Regions from separate parts of the Gossypium hirsutum genome. Here region 1 is linked to region 2. Evidence: chromatin contacts called from public Hi-C data. All regions are on one chromosome and are shown on one strand. Each heading gives the region's core, a stretch centred on a gene start, on an enhancer-like site or on the middle of the called end of the contact. The rest is flanking DNA. Distances are from core to core; before and after follow the strand shown.

Evidence for each region. Hi-C and Micro-C count contacts between places; a contact is called where the count stands out from the background.
Region 1: a Hi-C map of hypocotyl shows a contact between it and region 2, with 5 times the contacts expected there. The contact joins the promoter of LOC107919389 here to the promoter of LOC107920230 in region 2. A contact is called at or near these places in 11 of 34 Hi-C or Micro-C datasets (callus, hypocotyl, leaf and 1 more).

The regions. Positions count from the first base shown.
Region 1 is chrD13:9,885,960-9,888,659 of Gossypium_hirsutum_v2.1, reverse strand. It overlaps LOC107919389 (protein MAINTENANCE OF MERISTEMS-like), which reads right to left and starts at 1,435. Exons shown (of 3, transcript XM_016848861.1): 1 at 861-1,435; 2 at 624-705; 3 at 341-433. The coding sequence starts at 1,435. The coding sequence ends at 341.
Region 2 is chrD13:9,749,193-9,751,892 of Gossypium_hirsutum_v2.1, reverse strand. It overlaps LOC107920230, which reads left to right and starts at 1,287. Exons shown (of 3, transcript XM_016849824.2): 1 at 1,287-1,976. The coding sequence starts at 1,707.

The DNA.
Region 1 (2,700 bases), core at 186-2,685, 140 kb before region 2:
GGGAAATAGTCATCGCCCCCAAATCTAGATAATAAGAACTATCCCCAAATGTAGTTCCGTCTCTGCCTCCGGCTCCGGCTCTGGCTCTGGCTTTGGTGCATGATGCGGATTTGGAAAGGGTTGCCCAATTCGTGCCGTATGTGGAGGGACTACCATCGACCGCCCACTAAACAAAAATGGTTTCCCTATCTCACAGTACCACTGTATATACTCTAACGAGAGCTACAGATCCAAAGCAAGATCCATCTAAGGTACCCTCCCCAATTGGTGGTTCCACATTGTAATATATTCTTCATGCACTTCTCCCCAATCATTTCCATACCTCCCCCTCCTACTCATCTCATGGATCTCCCCCAATTGTACTGGCAATGTCAGGATATACTGTATGCAGCCGAATTACCGGAGTACTCGATTGCCATGATACCACCACTACCTGAAAATTGATAACGGATGCGCTAATGCACCATAAGTTTGAGTGGACGTGGGCAGATGAGGGAATAATCGCCATAATTTTTGGAACAGAACACGATATCTAAATGAACTGCAAGTTAATAACATTGTTATATTAACGCGGGTCGAGTGAGATAAAATAATAAAACTAAGTTTATATTGGAAAAAGTTACCCCCTCTCTAGCATGATTATCAATCATCAGACGGTATATCGGAATCGTGTATGACCTCTCGATACTCGAATTAGTACTCCATCTACGAAAACAAATTATTAGAACAATATAATCTGAAAAAAAGTCAACTAATCCTTATAACGAGTAAGAATTCATCACCTATTAACGAGTGGAAATGTATATGACTGATGACTAATGGATGCCAAGAATGGCATCCGGTAAAGTGCCCACGACTACAGCAGTATGAGGCATTCGCCTATGTCCATCGCAGAAGGATCTGTCATCCGAAAAAGTTCTCGATACAGCATGGCTAAAACTACGGACCCCCAACTATATGAACGGGTGTTATGCAAATTGGATAATAGAGGTAAGTACATCAAGTGGACCGTATTGCCGTTTGCATCTGGCATGAGTACACCACCTATAAGGTGCATAATATAAGCTCGAACGGCCTGCATCACCTCCCGTTCATTGGCAGTACTTGGAAAATACTCAAAATTGGCCTTTAGCCATGAAAATCTCAAATTGGTAAATTTCCCCTCACTTGGCGAGGGTCTAAGTAATTCATAATAAGGGGTAGCCGGCCTAGAGATTGAACTTACGCCCGTGACATCATTCCCGTCAATGGGAAGCCCGAGCTGTAGTGCAACATCTTCTAGAGTGACGGTACACTCCCTGCACGGAAAATCAAATGTGTGGGTCTCCGAACGCCATCGCTGGACTAAAGCGGAAATCAAGTCGTATCGTAGATCAAAAGTCCGGATCAATGTCTCTAATCTGAACCAACTAACTCTAAGTTTGGTATTAGGCATTCATCTGGTAGAAACTCTACACTATTAACACGGCCCCTCAATATGCGGTACGGACCTTGACATTATTAAATTAGCAAAATAGTTAATACAATATAATTTAATTCAGCAAATAACATGAGTATCAAATAAAAATTTTATTACTATCTCATTAATAGTACTTGATATGTGATTATTATTATTAATCAAAGAACCCATTTGCTGCAAATCTGTAATTAAAAAAATGAATTCATTTAATTTGTTTCAAAAAATACAATAAATTATTTCAAATTTCAGAAACAAAACACGGCCAAAACTACCTAAAAGTGCATTAAATGGAATTCGAAGATTCATATCCTACTTGTTATTGTAGATAAAGATATCCATATCCCATATTTTTTCACACAGCTAAAACTCTACTCCCATTTCTCAAAATAAGAATCTTAATTATGAGTTTTGGGGAACGCTTTTAATTGATACTATTAATGTATTATTATCAATTTTTTTAAATTTTTTTAAGTTGCTGTTAAGTATTGATATATTAATAATTAATTTATATTCTTCAATATTTCTACAATCATTTTTTTATAAAAATAATTTTAAAGTACATAAATTTATGAAAAGAGTCCGTTATGATTAAACTTGGACAAATTGATATCCAAGTTGATATAAAAAAATTAAATGAGTTAACAGCAACTATTAACATACCAATACTTAACAGCTTAAAAAAATTAAATGAGCTTAAACATCATTTGCCCAAATTCATTTTCAAAATGAAATAATTTTTAATTTTTTTATAAACTTATATGTTAAACTCACCAAATACTAAACTAAACACAACAATTTATAACTTAATCCTAAATTACTAATAAATTAATTTTAAAATAATTACAAACACAAAAATTTATAACATAACCCTAAATTACTAACAAATTGATTTTAAAATAATTATAAAAAACAAAAAAAACTACATTCATACAAAATATTAATCCAAAACTATAAACACTAAATATAAATAATTTATAATTAATAATTAATAACAAAAAAAATTACAATATCTTAATTAAATTCTTTAAATTATAAATAAAATTATTTACTAAAATAATACATTACTTTTTTTTCTTCTCCTTTCTCTCTTTTCTTTCTCTTTTCCCGTGGATGGGGTTTGGGGGACCATGCTTATAAGGTCCCCCATTTGCAACTTTTTCCCATTGAAGGGATTAGACACAACAGCAGCATGATGCAACAACAGTTGCTAGGAGATGGAGCGAGGGAGCGGGGCATGCATG
Region 2 (2,700 bases), core at 38-2,537:
CACGTTATCAAAGAACAGAGGAGTAGCACACTCTATTGGTTAATGCAAATCCCGTAACACTTGCATGAGCCAAGTACTTTCTCGAGCTACCATCGTTACAGCTCGATATTTAACTTTTGTTGTTGACAAAGAAACAGTTGACTGACTTTTATTGCATCAAGAAACTGCTTCTGACCCAAACAAAAACACATACCCAGTCGTTGAGTGTTGGGTATCATGATCACCCATATAATCAACATCATAATAACCAACCAGCTTACAGTCTCCTCTTGTATGAGAACTCCCTTTATCTCGTAAACTCTCTACCTTGTCCTTGTTTCTTTTCGATCTACATTGCTGTTTGAAATTCCAACTTCTCTTGTTGGCATAAACTGTTTGCTCCTCCCATATTCTTTGCTAACGCTTCATGACCAGCAAGCAAATTCTCAAACTCAACAAGTGATGGTTGGGTTTGTTATCCTTGTACTATAGCAACAAAGCCTCTGAACTCTAGTCTCAGACCATGTATGATTATCCTCTTCACCCTAGTGTCCCCAATCAGAGCTTGTGGATCCAAATCACCAATCTCTCAGCATAACGAATTCACCTTGTGGAAATACTACGAGATTGTCATGTCACGTTGTGCCATCGACAATAATTTGCCCTCGAAGAGTTGAAGCTTTGTGTCATTTCTCTTGGAGAACAAACTTGCCAATGTATCTCATGTTTCTTTGAGAGTTTTGACATTCTGGATGTGCTCCAGCATGTCCTCTTCAACCATCGTCTTCAATGCAAACCATTGCTTTACCGAATTTTATTCCATTTTTCTTAGTGTGCCACTTGCATCCTCAACTTTCAATTGTGTCACTTCATTTAGGTTGACCAAAGCTAAACTTTACACAACAATAAACACTAACAAAATACATTGGAGTTGATATTCAACATTGTATTCCTAAGTTCAAACGCAACAATGCTGCCCAAAAAAGTTAATCCAGAACTAATTTTGTAATTAATGAACCGTAGATGCGTATCTATCTTGCTAAGAACTACCCGGTCTGAAAATTTTTAATACGAAAATTTCCAATAATTAAGACAAAAATATGTACTAAAACCTTAGATTTAAGTAAAGATTCTAAATTTATGTCAGTCAAAAAAAAAAAAAATCTGAACTCCGGTAATGATAGTGGTTCTTGTATAGTGACAACTTTTCGTAGCATCATATTTGGAGTAAATGCTGCATTAATAGTAATAATGATTTTATTTAAAAAAATTTTGAACAACAGTAACTATATCTATATTTTATATATATATAGGAGAATGCAAAGATTGAATTGTAAGAGCCAAGAGGTGAGTAAGAAGAAGCAATAAAAGGTCTATTTTTCAGACAACCCAAAAAAGCTCTCTCATTTTCAACCGGCGGTAATACCCTGTTCATCCATCCTCTCTTCTTAAAAGGCTTGAAGGGCAAAGAACATTCAAAGTGTTGGTGCATATTATATATATATATAAGTAAAGGCGAAACCTTGAGAGAAAGAAGTTTCCAGTGCCTCAAACTTGAAGTGGTGTTTTTTTTTTTTTGTTAAGGCATGTTATTATTAATGGAGGATAGGATACTATCATTCTACATGCATACATGGGAATAGGATGGCTCTCTGATCATGTTTACAAGTGTTTTTGCTTGATTCTGCTCCTTATACAACAAGGTTGGTTGGTGTGTTTTTGGGTTAATGGGTGGTGAATATTTCTGGGAAACGGTGCCACCTACGGCCACAGTGGATCCATTGAGTTTAGAGAGGGAAGAGCATTGGAGACGTTTCGACAACTCGGTGAATGCGGTGTCGTTTGGGTTTGTAGCTACTGCAATTCTCATATCAATGTTCCTTGTTATGGCTATCTTCGAGAGGTTCCTCAGGCCAACTTCCGATACCTCAACAACCCCTAATGACCTTGAGTCTCACAATATTTTCAATGCCAAGCTTAATTGCCCTTCTCCCAAAGTAAGCTCTCTCTCTCTCTCTCTAAACTTTCCCCCTTTTTTTTTTCGGTTGAATTCAAGTATTCGAAATTTGCCATAAGATTTTCTTGGTATGTGGAAACAAAATGGAATGAGTGATCCAGAATAATAGAAAAGGATTATACATGAAAACTTTAATATTAGAAATGGTTACCTTTCACTCTCTTTCTATCTCTATATGTGTTTCTTGCAATTTGATGTTTTATTTTTGCTGTTTAGCAGAGTTAATGAGTGGGCTTGGCAGCATGATTGTGACTCTTCTTTTGTTCTGTCTGTAATTATAGCTAATTTGGTGCATCACTTTGATCATTATGCACACTGCATTGTTGCATCAAAACTAATCCATTTCGTTACTACACTTTTATCATAAAGTTTGTGCTCTTCTTCTTTTATCTTCCTCCCTCATCTTTTCGAATACCCGAAGAAATTCGAAAAATAAAAAAAAAACTATCATGGAGTAGTACAATTGTATTTTGTCTTTTTTACTAAAAAATTAAATAAATTAGTTTCTATACATTAGATTAAAGAATAAATTGATTTTTTTGTTAAAATTTTTTTTGTTAAAAACTGGCATGACTAGCAAAATAATTAAGCAGTGACATGTGACTTGTCATGTGTACTCCATATTGATGTACAAAGATAAGATTTTAACAGTAGAAATAGAAGAATTTCTAATAAAAGAATCGATTTGCTTTGTGATCTAATGT